Linked DNA regions of Sus scrofa: region 1 is linked to region 2. Evidence: chromatin contacts called from public HiChIP or PLAC-seq data. All regions are on one chromosome and are shown on one strand. Each heading gives the region's core, a stretch centred on a gene start, on an enhancer-like site or on the middle of the called end of the contact. The rest is flanking DNA. Distances are from core to core; before and after follow the strand shown. Region 1 overlaps LOC106506229 (a long non-coding RNA gene). Region 2 has its middle 19 kb from the start of ZNF703.

Evidence for each region. HiChIP or PLAC-seq counts read pairs in DNA pulled down with a chosen protein or histone mark.
Region 1: a contact with region 2 is called in an H3K27ac HiChIP or PLAC-seq map of alveolar macrophages. The contact joins two enhancer-like sites. A contact is called at or near these places in 1 of 47 Hi-C or Micro-C datasets (embryonic fibroblasts) and 1 of 2 datasets of contacts at active chromatin or transcription factors (alveolar macrophages).

Annotation. Positions count from the first base shown.
Region 1 is chr15:48,854,437-48,861,120 of Sscrofa11.1, forward strand. It overlaps LOC106506229 (a long non-coding RNA gene), which reads left to right. Exons shown (of 7, transcript XR_002339142.1): 5 at 4,734-4,817; 6 at 5,346-6,659. Among named protein-coding and RNA genes, the nearest start is that of ZNF703, 160 kb to the left of the region's middle. Within about 2 kb of position 4,570, at least 16 of the 83 cell types and tissues checked have an H3K27ac peak or open chromatin away from gene starts, as enhancers often do. A contact at or near this core is called in alveolar macrophages, where this site is marked.
Region 2 is chr15:48,712,240-48,719,543 of Sscrofa11.1, forward strand. No RefSeq gene overlaps it. Among named protein-coding and RNA genes, the nearest start is that of ZNF703, 19 kb to the left of the region's middle. Within about 2 kb of position 4,757, at least 25 of the 83 cell types and tissues checked have an H3K27ac peak or open chromatin away from gene starts, as enhancers often do. A contact at or near this core is called in alveolar macrophages, where this site is marked.

The DNA.
Region 1 (6,684 bases), core at 3,320-5,819, 140 kb after region 2:
AACTTCCATATGCTGCAGGTACAGCCAAAAAAAAAAAAAAAAAAAAAAAAAAAAAAAGGTAACACTGATAGATACCATTTATCGAATGCCTTTTTTGTGCCAGGCTTGCTCTTATAGAATCCTGACAATAACTCTTTATCTCCAACTGACGGCTAAGGAAACAGACCGATTGAATAACTTGCCCAAGGCTACATAACTCATGAAGAGGCAAGGCTGGGGTTCAGGCTCAGCTCCAATGCCAAAGCCCCAAGCCAGGAAATATGTGAACAGAGGAACCAAGTCAATAGAGAAAGGTGTGGACTAGATGCTCGGGTCTGTGATCCTGACTATATGTCTATAGGAGGTGGTAAAAGAAGGTCCAAGAAAGCTCAAGGGGTGACAGAAGTTTCTGGAAGGAGTTGAGTCTTGATCTGGATTTAGGAAAGTGAAGGGGTGGGCAGAAGAGATTTGAGGATGGATTAAGGTGGGTACGTGGGTACGTGCCTGGGGTGTGTGTAGAGAGGTTCGGGGAGTTAAGGCAGCAGATCCATGTGAATAAAGGTAGAGCTCCCAGCCTTTCTCTCTGTGACTATGAGCAAATTAATAAAGCCTTCTCGGCCCTGGTTGCTCTTCAGTAAAATGGGGATAATGATAGAGTGGCTGTAAGATGATTCACGCAAAGTGTTTGGCACCCCGTCTGGCACAGGCTCACTGCTCCATAAAGGTCACCTGTACTTGAAAACGTTCTTCCCTCCGTCAGCTCCTGGTTTTGTGCTCTTCTCTGAACTCTTCCGCCTTCTTCAGGATCCTCCAGCCTCTGCATCATCAGGTCCACTTGATTCACTCTTCGTGATCTTCGTTCTTATCCTTTCTCACTGCCTCTGCCCTCATCTAGATCCTTGTCATGACAAGCCTAACATATTGCAAGTGATTCCTGCTGGCTTCCTGCCTCTAGCCTTTCTCCACATTAGTTAACCTTGTCTGTTAACACTAGATCGTTCTCTCTAAACTACTGTTCTCTCCATCTTCCTTTTGCTCAAAACCTTCCAGTGACTCACTCTCGCCTTTGCCATTAAAGCCAGACTTCTTAGCTGAATTGCCTACTCCCTCTTTTCCATTCATTTGCCTCTGTTTCTCAATATAGTTGCTCTCTCTCTCTCTCTCTCTCTTTTTTTTGTTTTTTTGTTTTTTTTGTTTTTTTTTGGTGGCCACACCCGAGGCATTAGAAAGTTTCTGGGCCAGGGATCGAATCTGAGCCACAGCAGTGACCAGAGCCACAGCAATGACAACGCTGGATCCTCAATCTGCTGCACCACCAGGGAACTCCTCAATACAATTGCTCTCACTGCCCCCCCAAAACACTAGGTTCTTTAGTGTCAGTGAGCCACCACCCGCATTTCCTCCTCCAGGTCTCTATCTCTTCCTCTCCATCTAGCCAAGCTCTCACCTTTCAGGCTGGTTCCTTTGAAGCCCACCTTCTGGCTAGTTCAGCTCATGAGAGCTTTGTTCTCTGTGGACGCCTGTTATACTCTCCCTGGGCCTTGCTCATTTGGCCAAAAGCTGTCTTGCTAATAATAAACATTCAGGGGGAAAAAACATGGAAAGTTTCTCTAGATGGGCTACAAAGCCTCAAGGGAAGGCCATCTCACTGCCCTTTCTGTCCTCTGCCGTTCCCAGCACAGGGCAGGGCTCTGTCGAGAAGTCACTCCATACATTTAAAAATCACTCTTGTTGGATAAAGGCGGTAGTGAGAATGAACACAATGAAGAATGGAAGGTGGGAGAGGAAATCCTCTCTTCTACCAGAGACAGAGTGATTTTTGTGATATGGCAGAAGCTGTGGCTTAGGCTGGCCAGTCACTCATACCCCTGGACACCAGCTGTCTCTTTTTCTTTGTGTGTCCCTTGGGGCCACCCTCAGTTTTTACAGCTTTGCTTTCTGCACTGGAAGCTGCTGTCTGCCCACATTCTGCTCCTGGGATTCCCGGTAGAGCTCCGTCCTTGGTAGAACTTGCAGAAGGCAAGCTGGGGAGAAGGATCGGACCTTAAATGTAAGTTCTGTATCTGATACTCCAGCCAAGCCTCCCCACCCCAGCCACTGGTACACAGTTGGTTGGGAGTGTTTGTTTAATGTCTGAATAGATGAGTGGAGAGGGTATGAATGAAGAATGGCAATGGTGGAATACAATGCAAAGCCTTTCACAGTAATACACGGCCATGTGTTGTATCCTTAATGGCAATAATAGCAATAATAGTGATAATTGGGCGGGAAGAGCAGAGCGGGATGAATGATGGGTGGGACATGAGAGAAACTTATTTTCATCCTGGGGACTTGGGGATTCAAGGCAGGCTTTGCATCTTGGGGGTCTGTGCTCCTTACCCAGCTGGCAGGACGCCTCCCTCTGATTCAACGAGGGGGAAGGATCCCTCACCCGGGGATCTTGGGGACGTCAGACTCCTCCTTACGCAACAGCTTCCTAATGAGTTAAGTGTAAATGAATCAGAAGCAGATGGATTGGATTGTTCTGGAAATACACCCGAGGTTTAAAAATTAAGGGAAAAAGCATTTGGCAAAAGGCATTTTGGGGTTTGCCAAGACCCAGAACATTTGAAAAACAGTTCAAGATTTTTTTTCCCCTTCCCTTTTTCTTTTCTCTTTGGTTGCAAAACCCACAACCCTGCCTGGAGGCAGTAGAAAGAGATGGGCCTCCGTTCTCCTTTCAAACTCAAGTTCCTCCTGCCGAGTGGGTAATGGGCCTCAGACTGGAGGCAATGGGCTATGGAATCCGGACTGATTGTGCCCAGGGGCCAAGTCCCCGCCTCTGTAATAGTTGTCGGCAAGGGAGGGTGGCCTTGGGCCTGCAGCTCCCAGCCTGGGCCTCAGCCCTCGGGGTCTGCAAGGTGCCTCCTGGCTTTTGTAGGACTTGATTCACCTCATCCAAACTTGTGGAAGCTCATGATATAAGGGAAATGGTCTCTAATTTGCTAGGCGAGAAACTCTGGGGGTTAGCACATGCTAATCCAATCACATATAAAGTGAAATGTTTATTCTAGGGGAAAAAACTCTTTCAAGCCATTTTTTTTTAATGAGTCACATTTGGCATAGTTGAGCCTTTCCCTGGAGGGACCATCTTGCTGAGGGAAAAGGGGAAAAGCAACAATCTCAGAAGAAAATTCAGGCCAGCAGTTTCTAAATCTGCAACTAGCTTGCTGTGTGACGGGGCATGAGACAGCTGACTTCTCTGTGCTTTGGTTTCCCAATAACCCACTCTCACAGGGTTCTCTGATTAAAGGCAAACATATGAATCAAACAAGGCAGGGGCTGATTCATGTGGGTGATGAATTCTGATGTTATAGGAGCAGTGCCTCCTTGGTGGAATCAACACAATGGCCCCATTACTGAATTCCAGAGAGCAGTCCCCTGTCTCTCTCCGCCAGGCACCTATCTGGGAAGCCAGACTCACCCACATCTCTCAGAATCCTAGGTTTTGAAAGTGTGGTGACCTTGGCCATTCCCCAGATGCATTTTTTTTTTGTTTTCTTAACCCACTAAGCAACAACAGGAACTCCCCCAGGCAAGGTGTTGACTGGCAGGCAGTGGCTTGGTGAACTGGGTCCCACCCCAGGATTTCCTTTTTCTTTTTTAATTAATCATTCTATTTAATTTATTTTATTAAAAAATTTTTTTTAAGGAGTTCCATTTGTGGTACAGCAGAAACAAATCTGACTAGTATCCATGAGGATGCTGGTTTGATTCCTGGCCTTGCTCAGTGGGTGGAGGATCTGACATTGCCCGTGAGCTGTGATATAGTTTGAAGACTAAGTTCAAATCTCACATTGCTGTGGCTGTGGTGTAGGCTGGCAGGTGTAGCTCCAATTTGACCTCAAGGCTGGGACCCTCCATATGCCACAGAGTGCGGCCCTAAAAAGCAATCAATCAATCAATCAATTTTAAATTAAAGTGCAGTTGATTGACAATGTTCTGTCAATTTCTGTTGTAAGGTGACCCAGTCATACACATATATACATTTTTTCCTCATGTTATCTTCCATCATGTTTTATCACAAGTGATTGGATATAGTTCCCTGTGTTTTTTGATTTTTTGTTCATGTCCATGGCATGTGGAAGTTCCTGGGCCAGGGATTGAACCTGAGCCACTACAGTGACCTGAGCTGCTGCAGTGAGACTGATGGATCCTTAACCTGATGCACCACCAGGAAACTCCTACCCAGGATTTATTTATTTTTCTTTTTTCTTTCTTTCTTTGGCCCAAACTGTGGCTTATAGAAGTTCCCAGGCTAGGGGTTGAATCAGAGCTGCAGCTGCTGGCCTACACCACAGCCACAGCAACACAGGATCCAAGCCTTGTCTTTGACCTACACGAGAGCTCATGGCATGTTGGATCCTTAACCCACTGAGCAGGGCCAGGGATTGAACCCATGTGCTCCTGGATATGATTCGGGTTTGTTACTGCTGAATCACAATGAGCACTCCTACCCCAGGATTTCTAATCACGGTTCTAGACCATGTCCGACCTCCTCATGTATGGCTTTGCCACAACCCTGCCTGGGAAAGGAAGTTCTGTGGTTTCTCTTTGGTCTTGCTGCTCTCATCTCCCCAGGCTGCACCCCGCCAGCCCTGCCTGCTGCTAACTGGGACTGAGGAGGCCCCAGAGCTTGACAGGATGAGAGATGGGAGCTGTAGCTCTGGCTGTGGGTGCCATGGGCAGAGCATGACATGATTCTGTCTCTTCAGAGCCCTGCCCAACCTGCTTCTTCATTTACTTCTGCCTTGGTTGGTTGTGTGGCTACTGGATGTCAGCCTGACTTCTGAGTGAAGGTAGGTCAGTTCGTCCCAGCCCAAGGTGACGATAGCAACCAGCCATTGCCTAAATGGTTGCTGCTCATCAAGAGCTTTCACCTGTGTAATCTTGCAAGGCCTCTCCTCTAAGACACAGAAAATGCAGGGGCTGGAGTTCCCACTGTGATGCAACGGGATCGCTGGTGTCTCTGCAGCCAGAATGCAGGTTCAATCCCCAGCCTGGCATAGCGGGTTAAGGATCCAGCGTTATAGCACCTGTGGATTAGGTCACAGCCGTGGCTCAGATCTGATCCCTAGCCTGGGAACTTCCATCTGCTGAGGGGTGGCCAAAAGAAAAGAAAAAAAAAAAAATGCAGGGGCCTTCAGATCATTTGGACACCATCTCATTTTGCAAAGGGGATGTTCTTTCCGAGGTGCCACAGCCAGTGAGTGGCAGGGCTGGGTCTAAGGCTTCTTCACGTCCTTCACATTCTTGACTTGAACTTCCTTTGTTCTTGATCAGGATCTATTTTGCTCTGTGTCATCTTGTTTGCATTATCCCACCAGGTCTGTTAAAGTGCTTTGGGATGAGGATAACGTTCTGGACGTCTCCACGACTCACCTGCTGCAGAGCAGAGCATGGCATGTGGAATCTACTTAGCAAACATCGAACTGGCAGGGGAAAGGTATTAAACTTGGAGGGACTAGGGGCAGCCCCAGTCCCCAGCAGACAGACTGGCACAGCGTTACCTGTCCTGAAAGAGCAGCTCAGGGTCCCTGGGAGCATCTCAGATTGTCAAGATCTTCCCCCACCCCTCTTTTAGTCCTGATACAGACTCACTGTCACCAGGTGTAGCATTGTTATCCTTATGATCATGGCTCTCACCTAGCTGTCTCCTGGCCTGCATGGAAAAGAAGGTGTGAGCTTCTAGATAGTGTCCCAGCCAAGTGAAAATGAGGCAGAAGTTCCAGAACTGGAGAGCGGAAGCAGCCCTTATGGGGAGGGAGGGAACCAAACACATGGTCTTTGGGTTGGAATCTGGCCCTCAGCCCCTCTGCCCCTTGCGGAACATGAAAACAAATCTCCTCTCGGTCCTGCTTGCTTGCTTCTTTAATGGCAGGAGTGAGAGGCCAAAGGAGATCCCACTGGGAACTCCCAGGAGGAAAGGCAGTAGTAATAACAATGATGAGGAGAGCTTATGGCTTGTTGAGGCTGCCGGCAAACAGAAAACAGGGCAAGTGGAGGCCACTCCTGGGGGCTGGGCGAAATTTGCCCTCCTCTCGGCCTTTGAGGGTAGGAGGTGCAGGGAAGGGCAGAGGACGCAGGAAGACCTTGGGACCCTGTTTCAGACTCATCACTGCTTTTGGACTTCCTAGGTGTGTGGGACTCCTGAGAAGCCCGCCTCCCTCCCCGGAGTTTCTTCCTCTCATCGGAGAATTCTGGCTTCTCCATTTCTGACAAGATGATTCAAAGCAAAAGTGGACTTGTCAGAGACAGGAAGGGAAGATAAGATAAAAATAAAAAGTTAGCCAGACTTAGAAGTTTTTCTGGCCTTAGTTCCTGCTCTCTCTCTCCCCTCCAACATTTGCATTCTTGCAAACAAAAATCCCACAGCAAAGCCCAGAAGGGGGGCCCAGGCCTTAGGCTCCAGGTCAAGGCCTGAGGGCAGTGGAGGAAGTGATTCAGGGCCCCCCGGGGGATGGAGGAGCTGGAGGCTGGGGCCAGGACACAGGGCTGCGGGCAGCGGGTCAGCCTCAGTCCGGCTCGCAGTGCCCCTGCCCCCATTCACCCACAGGCAGGCCAGCCCGGAGCCAGAGACGGGTGACTGATGGGTCCCAGCTTGAATGGAAAGTCCAGATTCCAGGGAGACAGCCTAAGAGGTAGGAGGAAAGCCACTTCTCACAT
Region 2 (7,304 bases), core at 3,507-6,006:
TCCTTGTGGATACTAGTTGGGTTTGTAACCTGATGAGCCAAAAGTGGACTCCTTGAAAAGCTAATTTTTTTTTTTTTTAAGGGCTGCACCCGTAGCATATGGAGGTTCTCAGGCTAGGGGTCTAATCGGAGCTGTAGCCGCCGGCCTGAGCCACTGCCACAGCAATGAGGGATCCAAGCTGCGTCTACGACCTACACCACAACTCACAGCAACACCATATCTTTAACCCACTGATTGGGGCCAGGGATCAAACCCACAACCTCATGGTTCCTAGTTGGATTCGTTTCCACTGCGCCATCAAGGGAACTCCAAAAAGTAATTTTTACCTTTATACTTATTTGGACCCCTTCTGCTCTGGAGAAAAGATCTGAGGTCCCTGACAATTCAAAATGCAGATACAGTCAAACCTGAAGCCATTAGCTGAAAAGTAACGAGATCAGAGCCAAGGACAAAGGAGGAAGGGGGAGGAAGGAGCATAATTAATTACACCAGAGGGGGAAAAAACCTTAGATTAGGAAAGCTAATGCAATTGAGAACAAAACTCAGCTCTGAACTCCCTGGCAGCTTGGTGGGTGGCTGCCAGCTCTTGTAATAACTGTGGATTATTGCACCTCAAGGGCAGGTTGAAATGCCTGCTGGGCTAGTGCATCTCTCGGAATCTCTGTTTCCTCATCTGTAAAATGAGGATTAACTCACCCATCCTGGGGTTCTTTCGAGATGCAATTTAACAACCAGGACAGTAGCTTACATGGCACAGACAGTGCACAATCTCTCTTCTAAGTCTTTTGCACAGACTTAGTTCATCAATTCTAAGATGCATTTGTTTTTTGCATTTTTCACATCTCCGACATTGAATTTTTTTAAAGCATTGTGTCATAGATTATTTCACAGCATTTTTTCTTTCTTTGTTGGACCTGAAGTAATGGCTTAATGTAGATTATTAGATGAAATGTGTAACTAACTCATTCAATCCTCACAGTAACTTTATGAGGTAGTTACATTTTTTTGGTCCCATTTTACAGATGAGGCAGCTGAGGCAATACAATGTTTAAAAGGCTTATCCAAGGGCCACTGATGTCAAGCAGTGGAGCTGGGAATGTGTCCTAGGTGGTTTTTTTTTTTTTTTTTTTTTCTGTTTTAGGGCCGCATCTGTGGAAAATCCCTGGGTTAGGGGTCAAACTGGAGCTGCAGCTGCTGGCTACCTATGCCACAGCCAAGGCAATGCTGGATCCAAGCCGCATCTGTGATCTACACTGCAGTTAGTGGCAATGCTGGATCCTTAACCCACTGAGCAAGCCCAGGGATTGAACTTGCATCCTCATGGACACTAGTTGTGTTCTTAATCTGCTGAGCCACAACAGGAACTCGTGTCCTAGGCTGCGTGACTCCACTGCCACATTATTGTCTTTCATCAAATATTTCAGCAACAATCATTTCAACAAAAATTTCACCGTTATGTATTGGAAATTTACTTATCTGTTCCCTCTTAATAGCTATGTTTTCCAAATGTTCTGCTGTTTTATTAAGTAATGGTTATAGCAATATTATTATTACACATGTATCTTCACAAGTATTCCTCACACACCTGTTTATTGTCATTTGTCTTTCTTTGCGAAATCTGGAAAGGAAATTATGTAGTCAGATTTATCCAACTTTTCCTTTATGACTTCTGATTTTTATGCTTAGAAAAGTCTCCACTCTGAAATTATAGAATAAAATAATTCACCCTTGAAAAAAAATTTCACACTTTATAAAACTACTGTATGATCTGGCAATTCCACTCCTGGGTATATATATCCAAAGAAAATGAAAACACTAATTTGAAAAGGTACATGCACCCTAATATTCATAGAAGTACTATGCACTTTAGCTAAGATGTGAAAGCAATCTAAGTGTCCATTGACAAATGAAGGGATAAAGGAGATGTGAGATATATATATATATAGACACACACAATGGAATACTACTAAGCCATAAAAAATAATGAAAACTTTGCAATTTGCAACAATGTGAATGGACTTAGAGGGTATCATGTTTAGTGAAATAAGTCAGAGAAAGACAAATGCTGTATGTTATGTATATGTGAAATTTTAAAAATAAAGTGAATATAACAAAATGGAAACAGACTCACAGATAAAGAGAACAAACTAGTAGTTACCAGTGGGGAGCGGGGTGGTGGGATGGACAAGCTAGGGATAGGGAATTCAGAGGTACAAACCAGAGTTCCCATCTTGGCGTAGTGGTAACAAACTCTACTAGGACCCATGAGGACTTGGGTTGCATCCCTGGCCTTGCTCAGTGGGTTAAGGATCCAGCATTGCTGTGAGCTGTGGTGTAGGTTGCAGACATGGCTTGGCTCCTACCTTGCTGTGGCTGTGGTGTAGGATGGCAGCTGTGGCTCCGAAGACCCCTAGCCTGAGAACCTCCATATGCCACGGGTGTGGCCCTAAAAAAAGACAAAAAAAAAAAAAAAAAGAAAGGTACACACTACTATGTATAACATAAATAAGCTACAAGGATATATTGTATAGGACAGGGACTATGGCTAATATTTTATAATAACTTTAAATGGAGTATAATCTATAAAAATATTGAATCACTATGTTTACACCTGAAACTAATATAATACTGTAAATCAACTATAATAAAAAATTTTCATATTGGTCACTGGGGATAGAAGATGAAAAGACATGTGCTTGCCTGTGGACTCCAGTGAGGGCACCAATATGTAAACACGTCACTCTGTCTTGGGACATTAAGTGGCATCAGTGGAAATACATCCAAGGCATAGGGGCAGAGAATGGAGGGATGCTTAGCTGCTTGAAAGCTTCTGCCCTGGGGCTCAGCTCTGTAGTAGAAGCTACTGCTCCAGCAGGTCAGGAGAGACACATGTTTTCTTGGCTCTGAGAAGAGTCTGTTGGGTGGACCTTCGAATGATGGGCAGAGAGCCAAAGGCACAGGCACTTCACCTGTGGTCAGTTTGTATGTGGACATTTCATGTGTGGAGCCCTGGGGGTGGCAGATCTTTAGGGACCATCATGCTCTCAAGAAAGGCTTGGGAGTGACTTTGGGGGCAGAGACAAAGGGAGGGTGTGGCCTCTCAACACTAGGGCTGGAGGCTCTGTCTCTGGACACCCCAACCTGGATGGTGGGGAGTTGGGGGAGGATCTGAAAAAGGGGGGAAAAAAAGACAAAGAGAGAGAAAGAGGAAGGAACCACCCGTTTGGAGTAAGAAAATGTAGCTTTCGGAGGAATGGGACAATAGTGCCTGGGCCTAAGTGAGGTGCAGGAAGGGAAAGGCTTGGAGGGAGAATACCTGAGTTTGATTTTGCCTTAGGAACATGTTATCCTTTGAGCCTCAATTTTATCATCTGTCTAATGGTTTTAAGGACACTGCACTTACTACCTCACATGGTGGTTAAAAGACCAATTAAGATAACACATGTGGGAGTTCCCGTTGTGGCTCAGCGGGCAACAAACCTGATCAGTATCCATGAAGGATGAGGGTTTAATCCCTGGCCTCTCTCAGTGGGTTAAGGATCTGGCGTTGCTGTGAGCTGTAGCGTAGGTTGCAGATGCGGCTTGAATTACACGTTGCTGCGGCTGTGGCGCAGGCTGGCAGCTGTAGTTCTGATTCAACCCCTAACCTGGGAACCTCCATATGTCACGGGTGTGGCTCTAAAAAGCCAAAAAAAAAAAAAAAAAAAAAAGTATGTGTGTGTATGTGAGAGAGAGAGAGAGAGGGAGAAAGAGAGAGGAGAAAGTACTTTCTGAATTCAGCAATGCTTTACCGAAGTGAGTTATTGTATCTTTCTAGAGAAGTACTTGCTCTTTCACTCCTGGCTATATGATCTTGGACAAGTTAACAGGGGAAAACCTAGGGAACACAGCTTCCCCAGTCACTAAACCAGCTTGACTTAGAACTTGAAGCTCTTCCAGGCTGGAGGCAGGGGATGTCTCACTGACCTCTGACCTAGTAAGAAAGCTTGAGGATCCCTTATGGAGTTCAGGCACTCTGCCCCTGGGATGGGGAGGAGGTTCTAGCCTTTACCTCTCATTGTCCCCACTCCTCGGACCCAGCCTGGCTGCAGCAAGTGACTTGATACAGGGAGAGAGCTTTGGGCATATCTTCTAAGAATAAGGAAAGTTCATCTGCCAATACACCAAGACTTAACACAACACAACAAACAGACAAAACCCGGTTGTGGCTCAAGGGGTTAAGAACCCAACTAGTACCCATGAGTACAAGTTGAGTACTAGAGTACTCAACTCTAGTACTAGATCTGGCATTGCTGTGGCGGTGGCGAAGGCCCGCAGCTCCAGCTCTGATTCTACCCCTAGCCTGGGAACCTCCATACGCAGCAGGTGTGGCTCTTAAAAAACAAAACAAAGCAAACAAACAAACCAAAAAAAACCCCAAAGCAAATCCACTCAGACAGAACTTCCCTGATAAAGACTAATTTCTAAAATTTCAAGTAGAAGAAAGCCTCTATTGTTAAAGCCTCTGCTGGACCAAATAAGAATAGGATGGAAATCCCACTGGACCCTAGTCCCTGCCCTTAGCCACCGAGGTCTTGGGCCTGTTCACGGCAGAGTTGCCGGCAGGAGGGACAGGTCCAAGGGTGTCCCTGTCCGAGGCCTCGAAGAAGCGAAGAAGCCTGTAGCCCGAGGGAAGAAAGGCGGCTGTCAGGGAGGGGGAGGGGACCGGTGTCAACAGGCCAATCCCGGGTCAGCAGAAGCTGGCCCCACCTCTTCTGGCCTTTCCCCAGAAGAAGGAAGGAGGAAGTGGGAGGGGAAAGTGGAGGAGTAGGAAGAGGCCTGGGAGCTGGGGAGGGTGAAACCGAGAGAAGGGTTGAAAAGGAGGGACAGAGTGAGGAGAAGGAGGAAGAGGTGAGGAGCCGCGCCGCACAGCGGAAGTGGGAAGTCGAAGAACTAAATAGCAGTTCCTAAGCCAGGGCCTGGCATCCTCGCCCCGCCCCCCTGGTCCTCCCCAGGCCGGGTGTCGGGTCTCAGCATCTCCCACTCCTCTCTACTCTTCATCCTTCTGGGAGACGGGGCCCTTCCGAGCAGGGCCTGCCTTCCTTGGCAGCACACAAAAGGCCATTTCTGAGTTGCACAGAAAAAAAAAAAAGAACGTGTTACTTTGCCAGAGGGGCCGAGTCAGGGCTGCCCGGCCCAATCCCAGGCCGAGGGGAGCGTGGGCAGAGGGGGGCTGTCAGTCACCCGGAGCCCTCCGTGAAAGGGGCCCCTTGTCAACTTCCCTTGCCTTTGAAGTGCCTGGGATGGAGGTGCTCAATTAAAAGCCCATCAGTCTGTAAGTAAATCAACGCCTATCAGGCTTGTCACATCAAACAAACGATTATTACCCCAGCCCGCCCACCCCATTAATCTGGCTGTTCCTTCTTGACGGCTCAGGGTCAGGGCACCGTAAATCCTGTACTGGATTGTAGCCACCTGGATCGGGTTGAAAGCGCTGGCGCCACGAGCGGCGAACTCCCGCGTTTCCCAAAGCTTCCTGGAGGATGGAGGATGGAGGAGATGGAGACGGAGGCAGGAGGTAGAGATGGGAAACCAGGCGTAGACACAGGGCTATGTGAGGAGGACTGGAGCTGGACAGAGAGAGACCCAAAGAGAGGCAAGAAGAAGCTGAAGGAGATATAAAAGAGGTGGTGGAGAGAAAGCCTGAGGAAATAGACCGAGATAGAAATAATTGGAAGGAAGACAACCAAAGTGGTTGAGATAGGTGCCATAAAAACTCACCCAGAGTGTTTAGAATGAATAGATGATTCTAGGAGACAAGAAGCATCTGGAGGAAACTTAGTCATTGGGTTCTGAGTCTCAGTGTCAGGGTTAGGCTCCTCCCATCCCTAAGGGAGCCCTCAAATCTCCTCCACCAAGGGAAGGGTGGTGGGAAGGTGTAAGCTCAGTGCCTGGCGGAGTGATGCTCTGTGTCGGACATTTATTTCTATTTCTATTTTTATTTTTGCTTTTTAGGGCTGCACCCATGGTATATGGAAGTTCCCAGACTCAGGGGTCTAATTGGAGCTATAGCTGCCAGCCTACACCATGGCCACAGCTATGCTGGATCCGAGCCGCGTCTTTAACTTACACCACAGCTCAAGGCAAGGCCAGATCCCCCACACACTGAGCAAAGCCAGGGATCGAGCTGCAATCTCATGGATACTAGTTGGATTTGTTTCTGCTGTGCCACAGTGGGAACTGTGTGTGTCAGACATTTAAATACGCAATGGCCAGCACTGGATTTTCTGCAATAAAAAGATCGGAACAGACCAATTGGACTGAGGGTCAGGTTCCGATGTTCTGCTGAGCGAGGTTCTGAGAACCACCTGGTCCCAGGGCATCTCTGCCAGGCTCTGTGGGCTGTTTTGTAAGTTCTTTTTGCTCCCGGCCTCAAGCTGTGGCCTTCACCCATTGCAGACCAGAAGGAGGAGGGTGGGCAGAAGTGGAGACAGGAGAGCTGTATTTTGGGCTTGAAGGAGGGGCTGGGTAGGAGGTGAAGGGCTACTGGGAGCAGTGAGGAGGGAGGGGCAGCGTTGGGTTTTGCAAGAACAAGGCCTGCTATTTAAGGGAAGGGAAGAAAAACGTCTGTTCCAGAGGTGCCCCAAGGCATAGCTCACCCTGGCTCGTGACGCTTCCTGTCTAAAAGGGGCTGTCACATGCCTTTCCCATAGCTGGAGGAATAATTCCCCCCAGGGAGGTGGAAGTGGAGGAGGGGATACCGAGGAGGGGAACTTCCTCCCTTCCTCCTCCCGCAAAGCTGGATGCCCAGTCTGAGAGTTTTTTTCCTTTTTAGGGCCATACCTACTGCATATGGAAGTTTCCAGGCTAGGGGTCGAATCAGAGCTACAGCTGAGGCCGACACCAGATCTGAGCTGAATCTGTGATCTACACTGCAGCTTTTAGCAATGCCGGATCCTTAAGCCATTGAACAAGGCTAGGGGTCGAACCCACATCCTCAAGGATGCTAGTCAGGTTCTTAACCTGCTGAGCCACAACAGGAACTCTGTGACTTCTTACTAGACAAAGAAAGAAAATTCTAAAGAAGGAATGTGGACCTCTATCTTACACCATGTCCCCAGATCAATTCAAAATGTATTAAGAACTTGAACATGGTACAGGTTACTAGGTATAAAATAAATAAGCCACATGGATATCTTGTACAGGACAGGGAATATAGCCAATATTTTATAACAACTTTAAATGGAGTGTAATCTATAAAAATATTGAATCACTATGTTGTTCACCTGAAACTAATATAATATTGCAACTCAACAAAAAAAAGA